4 separate regions of the Sus scrofa genome follow, and regions 1, 2 and 4 are each linked to region 3. Evidence: chromatin contacts called from public Hi-C and HiChIP or PLAC-seq data. All regions are on one chromosome and are shown on one strand. The core of a region is the stretch at or near the end of the contact, and the rest is flanking DNA. Distances in the headings are between cores, read along the strand shown. Region 1 overlaps ARFGEF2 (brefeldin A-inhibited guanine nucleotide-exchange protein 2). Region 2 holds the start of CSE1L (chromosome segregation 1 like). Region 3 holds the start of ARFGEF2 (brefeldin A-inhibited guanine nucleotide-exchange protein 2). Region 4 holds the start of PREX1 (phosphatidylinositol 3,4,5-trisphosphate-dependent Rac exchanger 1 protein).

Region 1 (4,903 bases), core at 137-2,636, 89 kb before region 3:
ACGCAGGGCTGGGAAGAATGAGCAGGACGGGCTCTTGAGAGGCAGTCCGAGCCGGCTCCAGCACCACTGCATCCAAGCAACCTCCCCATGGACAAGGATGCCCTTCCCCAGGCCCGCTCTCACCTGGGCAGCAACCAGGTGCTCGGCATCTTCCTTTTTGCTCGTTGCAGGGTAGAACACGATGTTGTCAATGGTCTGTATCAATTCCAACTGGACCACACACTTGATGAGGAGGCTGGCAAACAGTTTCTGATCTATATTAGATGATAAAGATTAACCCTAATAATGATTCAGCCTGTACTGCATTCACTGAGCTCCCCACTATGTGCCAGGCACGTTCTTGAGGCTGTGACGTGACAGCGAATAAGCTGGACAAAAACCCTTGCTCCCATGCACAGAGAAACAGTGACCAAGTCATGCAAGCACAGGCTATAGCACATCAAACGATGAGGACTCAGGGAGGGGATACGGTAGGGAAGGTGTTGAGGTGGGGTTGCCAGTTTAACAAGCTGTCAGGAAAGGTCTCTGCAACATGCTCTCTGAGCAGAGACCTGAAGCGGAGGAGGGGTCAGCCGTGCAGGTCCCTGTCCTCCAGCATGCTTCTCGGCTGCCTGAAGGGTCACCCCTACAGACCAGCTCTGGACTGTGCTCAGCCCATGGGAAGGCTACAAGTTCCTGCAGTAGCTGGATCCTACAAAGGGCTGAGTCTCAGCCTTGACGGCGGGGGAACTGGGTGCGGCTGATTTAAGGTCCTGGTTCCTGGATTGCTTTCTGTCTGCCCTGGAGGTGGCTTTCCACTTCTGCTTCCATATCCTCCAAATGTCTCCTCCTAGCGCTTTCCGTGGTTAGCCATCTCTGACTAGTTAACAATTCTTTGTGCGGAGTTTTCCCTGTTGAAATTATTGGTGTGGTTTCTGCCTAATGACTAGCCTCTGACTAATGTCTCATCTTCTTAATCCCTGGGCTCAGGGACAGCCCATGTCTGGCACTTCCTAAGTGTTGGCTGATGTGACTGTAATAAAAGCAGGGCTTCCTTTTCAACTTGGTGTTATGGAATCAGAACACTGAAAATATTAAATAAATAAATGCTAAAGAAACACAAGGAGTCGGGTCGGCTTCAAGCATCTGAAACTGGCTGTGAAATTATACAGACATATAAAAATTCTCCATGCAGAATTAGTTTTAATTGAAAAAATATAGTGGAATTGCAACACATGTACATTTAACTTATGCCAATCCAAAGACACCATCTTGGATGAAAAATAAAAAGAAGGAAAGAAAACAATACAAGTGGTGTAAGAAATTCTGCCTGCTGCTCTGTTCACTGAGCTCGTGCCTGGAAGGGAGACGGAGCTGGGAGACTGGGAGAAGCAAAGCGCTGCTCCTTGGAGGGACGGCAGGGGTCTCCAGTCTCCCTGCTGCACTCAGTGGTTCCATTTAAAGAAATGTCCACTTGCTCCTCCCACACAAGCCAAGCCCTTTATCTGGGGCTGATGAGGAAACAGCTCACCCTCTGCCTGGGTCGGGGAGAGACACTGGCTGTGCTGCAGACACCAAGGAAACAGCCTGTCAGTCTCCAGTTTGGTGTCTCTTTAATGGATTCCCAGGGTGGTTCTTTCTTATGCCTTCAAAAGATAATGGGGACCACACAGGGCTTTGTCTAATGTGCTGCTTCCGAAGATAATGTGAGTGCTAACACCTACAGCCTGGTACGGCAAGAAGAGGGAGAAAGTGCTATGAAGAAAAATAATGGGGACCACAACTTGCAAAAGACCAGACCAACACCAGGAAAGTTAAAATTTCTCAGGCAGCCAAAAATATCCGTGCCCCAAGTCTACTGTATATTGGCAAGCTGCGCCACTGAGGTCCCAGGGCACTCAGACCTAAGAGCAGCCCTCAAAGGGCGAGCGGAAGGAGCACGTGCGAGCACGCACAGGACAGAGTACAGTGTCTGGCTCGCATAACTGTGTGAGACCTTTTTTTTTCATGACAGGCGTGATATACACCATAAGCAACATTATGAGATAAATTTAAGTAATCTGAAACTCATATCCAGAAAAGGGATCTCTAACACATAAAGAGCCCCCTGCCAACCAATAAAAGAAAGATCAACAATCAATACGTAATGAGCAAAGATGATGAACAGATAGTTCACAGAAAAGAAAATAGAAATGGTTCTTAAACACATGAAACTGCTCAGTTTTACTCATAATTAGAAAACTGCAAACTTAAAACTACTCAAAAGATACCAAATATCACCTCAGTGTTTCCAAAGATCATGTAAATAGGTGCAGCCTTAATAGGCAGCAATCTGGAATTTTCGGTCAAAACAGTAAATGCACTTCTCTTTTAACCTAGAAATCCTATTTCTGGGAATTCGCTGTACATATAAACTCACAACACATGTATTAGGTGATTTGATGCTATGTTGTTTATAACAGAAAGTCTGAGAATAACATAAAAGGCCACTGGTAGGAACCCAATTAAGCAAATAATAGTACATCTACAATGTGGGGCAGTATACGACAGCCTAAGAGTGCGAGAGCTCTTTGGGTACTGATTTTGAATAATCTCTAAGCTGTATTAAGTGAAAAAAGAATAATGCAGAGTATTCTATAATTTTTATACAAAGGAGTGGAGAAGAATTCATACACATCTATATGTGTGTTTGTGTATATGAATAAGCATTTGCTTGCATATGAGCAAAATGTCTCTAGAAAGTTATACAGAAACTGGTGCCACTGGTGCCACAGGGAAGGGACTGGCAGACTGAGGCCCAGGAGTGAAAGAAAGGCTTATATCTTGTTTACCCTTCTGAACATCTGAATCATGAGAATGTGTTATCTATTTAAAACAATTTAAAAAAAGTGGCCTTACTTGCATATGGTCTAGCTTTCCAGCTGTCATCGGTTGGATTAGAGAGTTGGCTCTGGCCTCTCTCAGAGGCATTTTTATCTATGCTGCTTAAAGACTGGCGGTCCAGATCCACATCCTAAAAGTAAACCAGAGAGAAACACCACGTTCATTTCTCTGTCCACAATTCAGTACCTGGGCAGAAATGTGCTGTTTCAGCACTGCTGGCCCAACTTGAATTTAAGACTCTTACTCCGCTGGAAGCACAATGTAGTGCCTCTCAGAGGCCGCGTGGGAGGGATTTCATATTTTAATGATTTCTCCCGCCCATTAAAATTTCACATTTTCTTTTCTTTTTTGTCTTTTTAGGGCCGCACCCTCGGCATATGGAGGTTCCCAGGCTAAGGGTCCAATCAGAGCTACAGCTGCCAGCCTACACCACAGCCATAGCAACACAGGATCCGAGGCACGTCTGCAATCTACACCACAGCTCATGACAACTCCAGATCATTAACCCACTGAGCGGAGCCAGGGATTGAACCTGCAACCTTATGATTCCCAGTTGGATTTGTTTCAGCTGTGCCATGACGGGAACTCCATAAAACTTCACATTTTCCTATTCCAACCTAGACAACTTCTCTACATATTATAGATGAGTATGATAATTTTTTTTCCTTTTTTTGCCTTTGAGGGCCACACCTGTGGCATACGGAGGTTCCCAGGCTAGGGGTCCAATCAGAGTTGCAGCTGCTGGCCCACGCCACAGCCATGGCAACATGGGATCTGAGCTGCATTTGTGACCTATGCTGCAGCTCAAGGTAATGCCAGATTCAGATCCGTAACCCAGTGAGTGAGGCCAAGGATCAAACCCACATCCTTACAGATACTAGTCAGGTTTGTTACCACTGAGCCACAATGAGAACTCCAAACCAAAGTATTTTAAAGTGATACTTGATTTATGGGGCCTTATGCACAAAAAGCCCACTGCTATTTCATTGGGAGAGATGAAAGCACTCTTCATAGGGGAGGGCAATAAATAAGGAGAATTACACCAAAGCAAAGTTTTTAACACGGAAACACCAGAAATGACATCAGAGTCCACCAAGGGAGACTTCCTGAAATACATGATAATGATGTGCAGCCACTGATGAGGCTGCTCTCAGAAAATATTGAAGAATATGGAAAAATGTCCACAACGGTGTTAAGTAGTACACTATGTACAAAGTGAGCCCAAATTCTAAAGACGTGGGTTGTGGGTGCTCAGTCACATAAAGAAAAAACTAGAAATGCTGTGTGTTTTTTATTGAGTGAAGGGACTTATTTCCTTAATACTTTTTTGTACTTCCTAAAAAGTAAGTTAATGAATATATACAGTGTTTAGATCTTGTCTTTTTCACTCACTTCCCATCAGAAAAACACAAACTGGAGTTCCCGTTGTGGCTCAGTGGTTAATGAACCCAACTAGTATCCATGAGGATGTGGGTTCGATCCCTGACTTTGCTCAGTGGGTTAAGGATCTGGTGTTGCTGTGATCTGTGGTGTAGGTCACAGACTCGGCTCGGATTCCAAGTTGCTGTGGCTGTGGTGTAGGCCGGGGGCTTCAGCTCCAGCTGGACCCCTAGCCTGGGAACCTCCATACGCCGTGGGTGCCGCCCTAAAAAAGAAAAAAAGGAAAAAAAAAAAACAAAACGAAAAGCACAAACTGCGCTGCTTCATTTTTTACAGTAATATGTGATCAGAGAAAAGACAACTGAAAAAAAAATCCTACCAGATGTTTTTCTGATGGATCTTCCTCCATTCCCACAGGTCTCCATGTCAGCAAACTTAAAGGAACACGAAAGAAGGGAAATGGTCAGTGCGAAGGCAACCCACAGCTTTAAAACAGCCCCGGGTATAGAAATCACCAGCAGTAACCAAACTAACACTCACATGTGTGGGATGGTTGTTTTGAAAATATCCAACATACAATTGCATGTTTCATCCCAGACGGCAGGGCTGAATTTCTCTCCGTTGGATATTACTAAATTTTCTAAGCAATTTGTACCTGATC
Region 2 (4,673 bases), core at 330-2,829, 110 kb before region 3:
TGATAAGAAATGAAAGACAAAGGGTCTTAAGAGGGAAGAGGCTAGATCAAAAGTTCCACCAGTTATGCAAAAAATAAGAGACACACACACAGGCCAAAAATTTAATGATGGGGGCCCAAGTGGAGGAGAAATGGAGTACTGGTAGGATCTAAGAGAAAAAAGTCCCTTTCTTGTCTCCAAGGAATATCTGTACATCTACTATGTGGCAAGCACCGACCACCTGGGTACAGCAGTAACAAGACAGGCCAGGTCCTTGCTTTTTTACACCCTAGCAGTTGAGAAAGGCAATAAACAAGTAAATTTTAAGTGATTCTACGTAAGTGATTTACGAAGTAAAACTAGGATGATGTGATAAAAGAGCTGAAGGAAAGAGACCCTTTGAGAGGTTGGTCAAAGAAGGCCTAAGGTGAGGGAAATATGAAGGACAGGGAAGCAGCCTTGCAAAGACCTGATGTTGGTACTTTTCGAACAAACAAAAGGCACGTCCAAACGCTTTACGGAGGACATGAGCTTGCAACATTTAAAAAAAACAAAGGTCAGCAGTACTGCTTCAGTGAATACTACTTCAGAAGAGATGGGTGGAAGAGGCGGACAACGAAACGGCACTTCAGACGGGACTTTGTAAACTGCGGTAATACTCAGTGGATCCTCGCAGTCACTTTACGAGGTGGATGTTTTCAACCCCACTTTGTAGATAAAGTGGAGACTTGGAGAGATGAAGTGACTGGCTCTAAGTTACATTCCTGGGGTGAAGCTAAATCTGGAACGAACCCAGGCTTTCTCATTCCAAAGCTGAATTCCACGCTCCGAACTACCACACGATCGCTTTTCCTCAAGAGGCGGACCCCACGTTACAGGGCAGGTGCTCAGAACCCCGGTGCACCCACTACAATCTAATCCTCACGAGCAACTCAGCAAAGTGAGATCACGATGCCTATTTTACAGTCATGGAGACTGAGGCACAGGGAGGTGGAGCTCCACCGCCTCCTTAATCAGAAAGTGAGAACAGAGGAAGAGGCGGTCAGGGCGGAGGCCAGCACTCCAGCCCAGCAGCCGCACAGGCCTTGCCGCCGCACTCCGCTCACGTTGCGGGGTGGCCGGGAGCGCTGAGAATGGACACGCAGGCGCAACCAATGAGAGGCGGACTTCCCGAGCGGCGTGGCCAATCAGCGCAGCGCTGGAGGGGAAGGGGCGGGCACTGGATACGCTCGCGGTAGGTCGCGCCTGGGTTGCCCTGGCCCCTCGCAGGCCCGGGTACCGCCGAGCCTGGGCCTCAGACCTGGAACGCCACGAGGGGATGGGAGACCGTTCGGCAGATGCAAAAACCTTACCCGAGGGTGCCGCCCGGGACAGAGGCCTATATCCTGCTCTCTCCAGGAGGTGCGGTCCTTACTACCCAGCGTTCGGAAGTGCTGGGAGCACCTCATTCCTCCCTCAGCCGGTTCCCAAGAGGCCACCGTGCCAGGCCGTGCACGCCCGCGCCTTACCTCGTGGGGATACGGGAACGGAGAAGGGAATCTCAGCCGCGGACGGCAGCCAGCACTACCCACTCCTACTGCCGCTCCACCTCACATTCAAACCCCGGCAAAATGGCGCGGCAGCGAGGCTGCGGCCGGGGCGCATGCGTGAGCAGGGCCGAGGCAGGGGGCGGGGCCAAGCGCTCCCGGCCCCACCCAGGCTGGAAAGGCCAATCTCTGCCCCGCTCTGGGTTTGCTGACGTCATAGTGGACAATGCTCTTTGGCTCTGACCGCTCTAAGGGGCATCACAATCCCCATTCGGAACTGAGCAGATTCTGCGAGTGACCATTTTTGATATCAGGCACCTAGCAGTGAAACTGACAGTACTAACGGCCTGAACCTAGCCAGAACGAACTGGGACTTGAACCCAAGTGTCAGGACTCAAACCCAGCCTAAACCCAGATTGGGACTTAAAACCCACAGTTTTAAATTAGAATCACTCACCCTGTGTCTGTACTTACTGAGGTTCTTCATACCTCCTCGCAGAAGAAATTCAGGGAGAGACAAAGTGACAGGCAAGAAGTAGATTTATTAAGACAGGAAGCTTGTGAGAGGTGCAAGCGGGCAGGCACGGAACCTCTGCCCCTGAGGATCCGGTGGACTATAGTTTTATCATCCAAGGGGAGTGGAGGTTGGAAAAGCCCACGTCTTCCTGTCTGGGAGTAGTAGCCCCTCCTTAGTATCCAGTAAGGTGTGTATTCAAATCAGCAGAAGGGTGGTCCTCAAACTCCTGCTCTTGGTCTGAATCTGAATGCAGGCCTAAACCCATCCCTCATCCAACGACCTGAGGCAATTCTCACGCCTCCACTAATCAAGCAAGCCTGCCTTGTGCTGATGGCTTTCTTGGTCAGTTATTAACTTACACTTATCTCCCAATGTACCCTAAGTTTCCCTCTTTAACTATGGTCCTTTATCCGGACTTCTACAACTACCTGTACCTACTCCATCCCTATCAGTAGGTCTCATATAATTGTTGAACAAATTGCCCAAGGTCATATTCAAAGCGTCTTAGACAGAAAGAGAACTTTCTGCCCCCTCATAGAGCTTATGTTTTAGAGGGAGAAATGGAATCAGCAAGTAAGATAATTCTGGAGTTCCCTGGTTGCTTAGCGGTTAAGGGCCACTACTGTGGCTCGGGAACTTCTGCATGCCCCAAGCACGGCCAAAAAACAAAGATCATTTCAAATTTGATTAGTGCTCTGAAAGGAGGATTTAAAAACAGATTGATATGGGAGGCGGTGACATGGAAGGGCAATGGGATAGCCAGAGGAGACCTCTGAACAAATGACAATTGACCTGAATTTCAACAAGGAAACAAGCTGTGGATCAGCCTGCAGAGCATTCTAGAAGGAGGGGATGCCAATAGCAAAGACTGAGGCAGAACTGGGCTAGGCTGGGGCTTAAAAAAAAGTGGAGCCATGGCAGGAGACAGAGTTAGGTCAGCAGGGGCCAGATGATGTAGGCCTCCTAAGCCTATGTTTGGACTCTGTCTTAAATGTACCCATTACAGGATGATCACCAAATTTATATTTTAAAAGTCTCCTTGTACTGTATGGGGCGGAAGAGCTTGAAGCAGAAGACCAGTGAGGAGGCTGTTGGAAGCATCCAGGGAATTGAGGTTAAGCCTGGAGTAGGGTGAGTAGCAGTGAATGTGGAGAAAATCAGACAGCTTCAGGATATATTTTAGAGGTAGAGCCTGTAGGATCTTATGATACACTGAGTGTGGGAAAGAGGGGAACCAGTTACGACTTGTGGAAATCCCTACCCTCAGTTTTGGCCACCTCCTCAACAGGCCCAGCTGTCTCCACTCAGAGCCCATCCCTTGGAATTGCTAGCTTGCAACTCCCTGGGACTGAAAGCCATGCTATTTGGTCGTCATTTGAGGAAACAAACATGAGAGCACAAAATTATGTAGGCACTGAGAACAGCAGAGCTCTCAGCCCTTGATGACTTTGTCCAAGCCCCTACACCCTGAGATCAACAGATTTTTCTTTTTTTTTTTAATATTTTTAGGGCCGCACCCACGGCATATGGAGGTTCCCAGGCTAGGGTCTAATCAGAGCCGTAGCTGGCAGCCTACGCCACAGCCACAGCAATACCAGATCCAAGCCGAGGCTGTGACCTACACCACAGCTCACGGCAAAGCCGGATCCTTAAACCACTTAGTGAGGCCAGGGATCGAACCCACAACCTCATGGTTCCTAGTCAGATTTGTTTCCACTGCACCACGACAGGAACTCCAAGATGAACAAATTTGAACGCAGCTTCTAGCAGCATAAGGCTGTGTCTCTAGGGTGACCCCAGTATCCCCACCCCAGGAAAATTTACTGTTTTTTCTTACCAAGACCTGAGGATGGGCCCTAACTTTCTTTTCTTAGAGCATTTACTGGCAAGGGCTTACAGTGGCAGACTCTTCCTCTGTCCCTTTGAGATATAGCTGTATCACCAATTCAGGAATGTCTTTCTCAAGGACCCGAAAGTCTTTCCTTTGAAATGTAATCATTAGGAAGGTAGAGTCTCAAGTCTCCCAGTCTCTGTGGGAGGCTAGAAGCCTAACTTTTTTTTTTTTTTTTTTTTTGTCTTTTTGCCATTTCTTGGGCTGCTCCCACAGCATATGGAGGTTCCCAGGCTAGGGGTCGAATCGGAGCTGTAGCTGCCAGCCTACGCCAGGGCCACAGCAACTCGGGATCCAAGCTGCGTCTGCGACCTACACCACAGCTCACGGCAACGCCGGATCCTTAACCCACTGAGCAAGGCCAGGGATCGAACCCGCAACCTCATGGTTCTTAGTCGGATTCATTAACCACTGTGCGATGACGGGAACTCCCTAGAAGCCTAACTTTGATAACTGCCAGCCCGCAGACATAGCTGGCCTAATCCCCTTTCCACTGAGCAACACCGCATAACTTTTCACAGGAGCCCCAGCTCTCTCCTTCCTCCCTTGTTCTCCCTTTAAAACGCCCAATCACCTCTGCACGAGTCCTGAATGAGCTCAGGTCTTTCCCCTCCTGCAGAATAAAATCTGTTGTCACCACTTCAACAACATCTGGCTGTGTTTTTGACTGCACCCTAGCTGCAAATGTAAAAGCAACTCCAATCTATACAGTGTAAAAAGTTGTTCTATTTGAGTGAAAAGGTTATAGACATAAAGTTTT
Region 3 (4,457 bases), core at 1,203-3,702:
TGTTCATCCCACAATTTGGGTTAGAAAAACAGGAGCCTCTGAATAAAGAATCCAAAAATAACCAATAAACTTTCAATGTTAAGGCCCTTTATGACCCATATGACCATTTTATAAGTAGGTTCCAAAATTGTGATATACAACTTGTTGAAAATTTGATGTTAAGTTTTCTTAAGAGGGAGTAGAAATTTTTCTGCCAAATAAATATTTTGAAACTTCCACAACAATGCTCTTAAAGTAATACGGAGAGGACAGAATGCAAGCAGATGTCAAAGTGGAGTTTTAAGTATCAGGCTTTTGTGTAACTAACAAACTGCTTTGTAGCGCTCACCCTGCATTCCTGATAAAACAATGTCCAACAGTTAGCCTTGCTTTTCTCAGTAAAAAAGCTTTACCAATCTAAATCTCAGAGAATTGCTCCAGCTAGGAGTTCCTGTTGTGGCTCAGTGGTAACTAGTAATCATGAGAATGCAGGTTTGATCTTTGGCCTCGCTCAGTGGGTTAAGGATTTGGCATTGCCATAAGCTGTGGTGTAGGTCCCAGACGTGAATTGGAGCCTGCATTGCTGTGGCTGTGGTGTAGGCTGGCAGCTGCAGCTCCAATTCGACCCCTAGCCTGGGAACTTCCATACGCCATGGGTGCGGCCTTATAAAGCAAAAAAGAAAGGAAATTTCTCGCACTGATCCTGAATTTCACAGGACTAGCATCTGTTTCCAGATCATCTCAGCAACAACCACCTTTGTCTCAACAGTACCTGATCCTTGAGGAAGTCTCAGACCCTTCTGAGAATCTGATGAAAGCTATGGACTTCTTCCCAGAGAAGTGCAAAGTTCACAACCCCATTCCTAGGCCCCCAGAGAACACTCCAGAGTACCCTTCACCGAAGGAAGGGAGAAGGGTGATGTCACAAACCCTGTGACAGAAAATTAGACTTTCCATTGACTTAATTAACTGTTAGGGAAACCAGGTATTTTTACAGATTCCAAACCACAAGTAGTGGTGTGGTGAATTACTGTGAAGCCAATTCCTGTCAAAGGTGTAGATTCTCACTGCCTAGAACTCTCTTTTTCTGAAATTCCACATGGTGGACACCTCCTGCCTTCCAATACTTGGCCCAAATGTCACCTCCTCAGAAAGGATTACTTTCTTGAGGACCCTATGAAAAGCAATCCTCCGACTGCCTCTTGATCACATCTTGCTCTTTTCTTTTACTTTTACAAAAGTAATTCCTTAAAAGTTACTTTTACAAAAGTACTTAGTATTCAAAAATGTCTGATAATTTTTAAATTTACTTAGTCTCACCGATTAAAGTCTAAGCTCTTTTAAGGCCAAATACCTTGTCTGTATAGTACCCCACTGTATCTTGCTACACAAGGTGGGCATTTGATAAATATATGCTGAATGACTGAAACTAAAAGATGTTGATGTTGGAATCAATCATCAAGGTTTTCAACAAGCTATGAATCAGAGTTCTCTCCCTCTTTCAGTAATCTGTGGGTCCATACAATCAGCATCTACTGTGTGCTAGGCACTGTTGTGGGTGCAGGGGATCCAGCGGTGAATAAAAGACAAATATTTCTGTCCTCACAGACCCTCTATTTTACCGGACCGCCCGGAATGAGCAGATCCTTTGCACACCACGATACCTGGGAGGTGCAGGATAACCCTCTACATTGCCTTCTGGAGGGAGTTATGGGCGATCCTCAAATGAAAGGAAAACATTCATCATTTGGGCACTTTCAAAGCAGGTCTCAGGGGTTTCCCTAAACTAGTTGGGCAGCTCTTTCCACCTGCTCTGCTTACATGGGGGAACTCGAACCAGCAAAACCCAGGTAAAGAAAAAACTTAGAGCAAGGGCTGCTGCTTCTGCGGGTGGTGAGGGAAGGAACAGGAAACAGGAGGGCAAGAAGTCGTGGCAAAAACCCTGGGCTGGGACCCTGGAGACCCAGCCCTGGCTGTCACCAACTTGCTAGGTGACCTTGGGCCAGTCTCGAGCTACCGGGGCATCAGTTTCCCCTGGGGGTATAATGAGGAGGCCAGGAAGGTAGGATTCAGGGTCAGGGGGAAGTGACGCCCAGAAGGCCGGGTGGGGTAACGGCCGGTGTGGGGAGGCCGGCGCGGGGGCCGGGCCGGGGCGGCTCACCCACCGAGCGCCACCTGGCAGGCCCTGCGCAGCTGGGAGTGCTGGGGCCGCTTCACCTCCTTGTCGGCTAGAATCTTCTCCAGGGCCCGAGACACGAACATGCTCTTGGTCTGGCTCTCCTGCATGGCCCCGGCCCGGCGGGGGCTGGCAGCCCCGCGGGCGAGCGGCGCAAGCGGGCGGGCGGGCGAGCGAGGCAGCGGGCCCGGCGTCCAGGACGGCACCAGCCGCGTCCGTCCGCACCGCCCAGTCAGGAAGCGACGCCGCGGCCCCACGGCGCCGCCATGTTGGAGCGCATCACGTGACTACGTGACTGGCGGGGCCGCGGCTGCGTCCGTGGACCCCGTGACCCCCTAGAGGGCGGGGCCTATGGCTGGGGGCGGGGCGGGGCGGGCCCAGGTGGGCGAGGCGGTGGGGCTAATAGTGGAGGAAGGCAGGGGAAAAGTTGGAAGGTGAGGAGGTAAAGAAGAGAGGCAATAAGGGAGTCAGAGGAGGTGAGGAGGAAAGAGGAAGCTAGGGGGTTGGAAGAGCAGGTGAGATGGTGAGGAGGGGAGGCTCCAAGGTCGGGGAGAAATTGGGGCGGGGGAAGGGAGGTGGAGATGGGGAGAGAGGCGGGGGAAGGGGAGGGTTCAGGAGAAGCGCGGGGCGGGGGAAGAAGAGAGGAGAGGCAGGAAGAAGGGGAGCTTAGGAGGAGGGGGCTGAGGAATAGAATGGAAAAAGAGATGGTGTGGGAGGGAGGTGAAGGGAAGGAGGTGAGAAAGATAAGAAAACAGCCTGGGAGAGGGAGAGCACAAAGGAAGGGGTGGAGGGAAAGGGCTGGAGGAAGGGAGGGAGATTAAAAGGAGGTGTATTGGAGTTCCCGTCGTGGCTCAGCGCTCAACAACTAGTATCTATGAGGACCTGGGTTCGACCCCTGGCCTCGCTCAGCGGGTTAAGGATCTGGCATTGCGGTGGGCTGTGGCGTAGGTCGCAGACACAGCTCAGATCCCGCATTGCTGTGGCTGGGGCTGTAGGCCAGCAGCTACAGCTCCAATTTGACCCCTAGCCCGGGGACCTCCGTATGCCATGAGTGTGGCCTTAAAAAGACAAAAATAAATAAATAAATAAATAAATAAATAAATAAATAAATAAAGGAGGTGTATTCATGCACACTCCCAAAACAGGATTTCGCCACCCCCGTGGCAAGACAACCACTTGTCTTCCATTCAACCCTCCCATCACTGGAATAGAGCTGAGTCCTGGTATCCAGTCCAGTGAACGTCTGTGCTTCTGGTGCCACATCTGTGCATGATGCTGCTGGGAAAAACCACTCTGACTGCACCTCCCCGTGGAGTGTGTCCATCTATTTTCATAAAGCTGTGGTTCCTCCCAGTGCAGTGTGTGAGGCAGGGGGGCATTTGGGGGCAGGGGGCATCAGAAAGGGAAGAAACAGAGATGGCCAGTGTCACACAGCCTGCCAGTGAGGGTAAGGAGACAGGTATTCTGGCCCCAGGGGCACCCTCCACTCCCCGCCACTGCCACTGATAGCACCACACCCTTGGTCCTGTCTGCCCGTGCCCTTCCTTTCATGCGGCCCACCTGCTCCAAGGGAGCTGCCATGCTGTTGGGCTCCTGCAAGAACAGTGTCTTTTGCAAGGACAGTGTCTTGGAATCTCGGAAACTTGTGACACAGACACACTCCAATGCACAGGTCTCAGCTCAAGAATCTCAGGGAGGCCCTCTCTCCCTACAGCACATTCTGACCTTTTTCACTGTTGATTTGTTTTGTCCTCTGCCTCCGGTGTGGGCTGCAGAGGGACAGGCTGCATCCCCAGGGCCTGGTCCAAAGCAAGGGAGAGGTTTGATGGCCATAAATTCCATTGCTGTCGTGTAGCTTTGCAGCTCCTCCTGTCGAGAAGTGAAGTCTATTTCTCCACCCCCCGTGACTTGCCTTGACCAATAGATTATGGTGGAAAGAAGGGTGAGCTCTCCCAGAACCAAGGGATCTTGAGGCTTTTAGATGTGCAGAAGCAACTAGAAGAAATAGCACATGGAGAGAAAAGCCCATTATCCCAGTGCTCCCAGCCGAGCCCAGTCCCAGCCAATCTACCAGCTGAATTTCACAGCTGGTGAGACCAGCGGAAGAACTGACCCGCCAACCCACAGGTTAGCAGAAACAACAATTGATTGTCATTTTAAGCCACTACATTTGGGGGTAGTGTGTTACACAGCAGTACATACATCTCTGAGATGTTCCTCAGTCCTCATGTGCTGAACGAATGAGTGAATGAACGAATGTGTGAAACTCAGAAGAAACAGTGCAGCCCACTGAGTAACAGAT
Region 4 (4,940 bases), core at 61-2,560, 81 kb after region 3:
CGCGGGAGCGGCCCAAGAAATAGCAACAATAACAACAACAACAACAAAGACAAAAGACAAAAAAAAAAAAAAAAAAAAAAAAGAATAAACATTTATAGAGAGTTTTCTGGGAGCTAGGCCCTGTCCCAAGCACTCCGAACGAATGAACACATAACCCTGTGTGTAGGAATCCATGAGCTAAGGCATCAAGTTTATTCCCACTGCACTGATGAGAAGGCTGAGGCTCTTGAGGCAAGAGACCAGGGCAAGGTCACCCAAGGAAACCAGCAAGTGCAGGAGTTGGGATTTTTAACCTGAAGGGCTGACTCTAGGCCCTGGAGAGATCATCCCTTCACACCTTCTTGGTGGCAGGTGAGGACATTTGTCTAGCAGTTCGCTGATTATCAAGGTCACACAGATCAGCCCAGACTAGAAGCCTGGTTTCCAGAGGCCTTGTGGGGGGCGGGTGGATGGGAGGCGGGCACAGGCAGAGCAGCTGCCACTTGATTAGGAACTCGGAGCAGATAATAATTTCCTCTGGGAAGGGCTGGAAAGGGCACGCTCATCTCTTGGTGGGCAGAGAAGTTATAAAGAAAAAGAAAAGAAGGAAAGAAAAAGGAAGGGGAAAGAGAAAAGAGGCATTAAGAGAGAGAGAATGAGACAGCCGCGCGTCTTCCTTCCCAAGGTCGCCGCAGCTCCCCAAGGCCCCCAAAGGACTGGGTGTCCCAAAGGCAGGACGGGGGCCGTCGCTTGCTCCCCAGGTCCGGCGGGGGCGCGCGTGGCGGGGTGGGCTTGCTCCTGAGCAGCTCCGCTGCCAGCTTTTCCAACCGGGGGTTGACCCAGCCCGAGCGGCAGCAGCCGGCGGCCGTGGCAGCCGGACCTGCGTGCGTGTGCTGCGCGTGGTGGGTGTCGCGTGTGTAGGGGTGGGAGTGGCGTAGCCCGCGGCGGGCGGGGGTGGGGGCGCCACGCGTCCGGGCGCGGAGTTGGTGCGCTGGCGGCGGCGAGCGCGCTGCTTTGGACTCTCCGGGCTTCTCGGGGTCCCTTCCGGAAGGCTCCGGCTCGAGCACCCCGGCAGCGACGCTCCAGCCGCGCCCAGCTTCCGACGTAGCCGGCCGGCGCCGCGGCGCGTCTCCAGGGGACCCCGTGCGCGCGCGGAGCGCCTCTGCGGCCCGAGCGCGGCGTGGCACTTGGCAGACGCTCCCTTGGCGGCGGGGGCGGTGGCGGCCAGGCCCGCCGTCTGGGAGCCCCGAGGGCCAGCCTCCTCCCGCCCCTCGTCCAGCCTCCGTGCTCTGCCTCCGCCCCCGGCCCGGGCCGCCCGCCCCCGAGTCCCGCCCGCTCGCCCGCCGCGCCATGCGCCGGGCCCGCCGCTGAGCCCGGCCCGCTGGCGCGCCCCGTCCGGGATGGGGTGCCTGGACGCTTGAGTCGCCGCTCAGCGCGACCTCCGCGCGGGGGAAGGAGCTGGTGCCGTGCGGCCGCGCTAGGATGGAGGTACCCGGCGGCAGCGATCCAGGCGGCGACGGGGCTGGGGACGGTGCCCACCCGGACCCCCGGACCCCCGGCGCCTCTGCGCCCAGCTCCGGCCCGTGCGCGGCCGCCCGGGAGTCTGAGCGCCAGCTGCGCCTCCGCCTCTGCGTCCTCAATGAGATCTTGGGCACCGAGAGGGACTACGTGGGCACCTTGCGCTTCTTGCAGTCTGTGAGTGTCGCTCGGGGAGCGCGGGGACAGCCTTCGTTCAGGCGGTCTGCCCCGCTGCGGAGCGCAGGGGCCTCGGGGGCGGGGCGGTCCCCACAACCTGTGGCCACGGTCCCCGGGGGTCGCGAGAGTCGCCTCAGGGACATCCCGGGGGATGCGCAAAGAAGTGAGGAGATCGGGCTCCTCCAGAGCTGGGTTGTCGCCTCCCTGGCCGGCCCACGGTCCAGCCCTTGACCTGGGGTCTCCTGCACTCGGTCCACCCCCGCCCCCCGCACGTTGCCCTTTTGTCTTTTTCTTTCACCCTCCCGCCTTTCAAATAGTTTTAAAATTAGTTACATCCGTGAGGCAGGGTCTTTGGGACCCAGGTGCCCGGATCTTGGACCCCTGCGTTTTTTTCTCCCCTGGGGATTTCTTCGCCACCTAGTGTCCCGCGGGCTGCTCATTTTGGACGGACCCTAGAAATCCTGGAGCCCAGCGTCCCTGCTCATTGAGTAGAGTAAGATAAACCCAAAGCCCTGAGTAGGGACAGAAGACGACAAAAACGGGGGGTAGGACACCCCCCCTTCCCAATACACAGGCTTTTGCTGGATCTTGGGGACAGTAGGTTTCGAACTGAAGACTCAGCGGTTCAGTTCCATACTCCCCCCCCCCCCGCAACTCCAAGTTGCAAAACCACAGCCCAAGACTCTGTAAAATAACAACTGAGCGCTCATTATGTGCCAGGCGCCTACGTGTGTCATGAGAAGGCTTAACCTTCACCGATGACCAATGAAGTAGGGACGAACAGCTCCCTCATTTTTTAATAGCGGAGAGTTTAGCTCCAGAGAGGTTGAATAACTTGCCCAGAATCACGCTGATACCAGGTTTTGACCAGGGCAGTCCCAGCCGGTGCTCTAAAACCCTATTCTAGGCTGCGTTTCTTTTTTGTTTGTTTGTTTCTTCTTCTTCTTTTTCTGTGAGAGGGAGGAAGGGGCCACTTCCCTATGCTCCTAGGAAGTGAGAAAAGTGGCTGCGGTGGGGAGGGGGAGACTGGGCGAGCCTTGCTGGAAGTTAGGAGACTCCAAGGGCTTTAATCTCTGTGCCTCCTGCTGGGACCTCATTTACTCCGTTTTCTGCTCTAGGAAGTCTTTTAATCCTGGTTCAGGAAGGGTGTGTGTGTGTGTGTGTGTCGGGGGGTGGGAGGCGGGGGCAGACAGCGGTTGGTGGTTCCTTCAGAAACCCCAGAGCCAGGCTCTGCAGCTCCCAGTCCCTGGGGGAAAGAGGGAGCTTCTGGCATCCTCTGCGATCCCCTGTGGCTGGGGTTGCAGCTGAGGCTGTGTGAGGTCCGGGTTTAACTCAGGGAGGATAGAGCCCTTCTCTCTGTGAAAAGACGTGTGTGTGTTGAGGACGGCGGGAGGGTTGTGCAGAGGCATTGAAAAGCATTTGGCTAAAGGACCCTTCTAGAAGGGCCTGTGAGAATCAGGCAGGGTTGGCATTTCTTTCCCATCCCTCCCTCTCTCACAGTTAAAAAAAAAAAAAAAAAAAAGAATCTGCTCAGTTAGAAGCTGGCAGTTTCTGAATTGAAGATGTAGCTGGTGTCTGTGAGCAGTGTCAAATTCTAGGGAACTCCTCACTTCTCCTTCTGAGCCACTCCCTGCTTCTCAGTCTGGAAGAGAAAGAGGAAAGACAAACCAATTTTTATATTAATGGGAAAGAAAATATGCCTCTTCCTCCCACACCCTTGCCCTGGATGGTGTGGTGCCTTTCAGAGCAGATAAAGATTGGGTTTGGATTAACTGTAGTTTTAAATTGTCCATGTGTAGAGTCCAGGGAAGCTGGAATAATGGAAATTGATTGGAATCAACCATTCTTCTTATTAAAGAAAGAGGAAAAAAGGAGACTTCTCTACTTGCATATTATCTCCTTGACTCTTTGAACTTGCTGAGCTCATAATTTTTTTTTTTTTTTTGAATTGACCTGCCAATTTTGAGATGAGCTGATTCTGACTTTGACTCTTGGACCACCCATGCACCTGTCCTGGCCTCAGTTTGCCCACTTGTCAAATGAGGGGAGGGGAATCCAGGCTTTTTCTTTCTGTCTTGTCCTTTTGGGTGTCCCCAAGCTGGTGCCAGAAATGGACTGATTGTGTAACCTGACCAAGCATACCTCTTTTGTGAACTGCAGGAGGCCCCTCTTGTTTTTGCTCCATCAGAAGGGACCCCTGAACAACCCAAGGCCTTTCAGTTTTGAAAACCCAGGGCTTAGAGCGTCATGAACTGCTAGTTACCAAGGCTTTCTGTGGCAGCGAAGCTGGCAGCCTGCAGGTTGTGATCCTCTGCTGCCTTCCCACTCTCTCCTCCCAGCTTTATACACATGAAGGGATTGTTCGCCTTTGGAAGCAGGCTGGCAGATCCCTCCCTGCTTTTAATTCCATGTGGCAGAGGCAGGTCTTGAAGGGCTCCCCTGGCCTCCTTGTGTCCCTCGTTTTAAAGTTCTGCTGCCAGTAGAAAGGAAGCCTTTGTGGTAGACTGAGTATTGTGGGAAATGCAGAAAAGCCAGGTCTAAGTTCCTCCTCTCCATGAGGGGCGCATGTTCTAGACAAGGAAGGGGGGGGGGCAAAATGGGTGTTTATAGAAATCCAAGGATGAGACTGGACTCCGGAGTCAGATGGCTTGGGGTCAGGTCCTTGGGCTCTGTGACCTTAGGCAAGTGACTTGACCTTTCTGAACCTCACAATCCTCATCTGTAAAATAGAGAATGATAATAGATCTTAGAGGGTTTTTAAGAGGATATGTGAGTTATATAAATACCTGTAAAGCACTTGGAACAGTTCCTAGCAGGTAGCAAGGCACTTCTAAATATGTTATTATCATTAATTGTTGTATGATAATTTAAAAATAGATGATTAGGATTATAGGATTCTAGCAACCAGAAAGCAGGAGCAGTCAGGGAGGGCTGCCTGGAGGAAGCAAGATCTGAGTCAGCCCCGAGAGGAAGACAGGAGCTTGGAGTGAATTTCCTGTTGACCATCTGCACTCCAGAATCAGTGGTTTTGTTTGGTTCCAGGCTTGGGGCTCTCTGGTTCCTCCAGAATCTCCCCATCTTTCCCCACCTCCTTCAGGAACTGGATTGTACCTGCTCCCCTATCTCTGAGGGGAACTGATGACTTTGGTGCCATATCTTTTGTGTGTTTATTTAAGAGTCAAGGACAGCCCTCTCGTAGAGATGCTGGGTCTCTCCTGGGGGACCTCGTCGATGTGGTGGGAGAAAATGCCCTGGGTTTTGAGTAA

What was found. A called contact is a pair of places that touch in the nucleus more often than the background predicts. HiChIP or PLAC-seq counts read pairs in DNA pulled down with a chosen protein or histone mark.
Region 1: an H3K27ac HiChIP or PLAC-seq map of alveolar macrophages shows a contact between it and region 3. The contact joins the enhancer-like site here to the promoter of ARFGEF2 in region 3. A contact is called at or near these places in 7 of 47 Hi-C or Micro-C datasets (embryonic fibroblasts, epiblast stem cells, fetal heart ventricle and 4 more) and 1 of 2 datasets of contacts at active chromatin or transcription factors (alveolar macrophages).
Region 2: a Hi-C map of liver shows a contact between it and region 3, with 3 times the contacts expected there. The contact joins the promoter of CSE1L here to the promoter of ARFGEF2 in region 3. A contact is called at or near these places in 8 of 47 Hi-C or Micro-C datasets (embryonic fibroblasts, epiblast stem cells, fetal heart ventricle and 5 more) and 1 of 2 datasets of contacts at active chromatin or transcription factors (alveolar macrophages).
Region 4: a contact with region 3 is called in an H3K27ac HiChIP or PLAC-seq map of alveolar macrophages. The contact joins the promoter of PREX1 here to the promoter of ARFGEF2 in region 3. A contact is called at or near these places in 3 of 47 Hi-C or Micro-C datasets (embryonic fibroblasts and epiblast stem cells) and 1 of 2 datasets of contacts at active chromatin or transcription factors (alveolar macrophages).

The regions. Positions count from the first base shown.
Region 1 is chr17:50,717,619-50,722,521 of Sscrofa11.1, reverse strand. It overlaps ARFGEF2 (brefeldin A-inhibited guanine nucleotide-exchange protein 2), which reads right to left. Exons shown (of 39, transcript XM_003483981.4): 32 at 4,783-4,903; 33 at 4,622-4,676; 34 at 2,878-2,992; 35 at 124-254. Among named protein-coding and RNA genes, the nearest start is that of CSE1L, 25 kb to the left of the region's middle. Within about 2 kb of position 1,386, at least 6 of the 83 cell types and tissues checked have an H3K27ac peak or open chromatin away from gene starts, as enhancers often do. A contact at or near this core is called in alveolar macrophages, where this site is marked.
Region 2 is chr17:50,741,862-50,746,534 of Sscrofa11.1, reverse strand. CSE1L (chromosome segregation 1 like) reads right to left here and starts at 1,579. Exons shown (of 25, transcript NM_001243215.1): 1 at 1,488-1,579.
Region 3 is chr17:50,629,839-50,634,295 of Sscrofa11.1, reverse strand. ARFGEF2 (brefeldin A-inhibited guanine nucleotide-exchange protein 2) reads right to left here and starts at 2,452. Exons shown (of 39, transcript XM_003483981.4): 1 at 2,145-2,452. The coding sequence starts at 2,265.
Region 4 is chr17:50,546,772-50,551,711 of Sscrofa11.1, reverse strand. PREX1 (phosphatidylinositol 3,4,5-trisphosphate-dependent Rac exchanger 1 protein) reads left to right here and starts at 1,310. Exons shown (of 40, transcript XM_021078040.1): 1 at 1,310-1,674. The coding sequence starts at 1,462.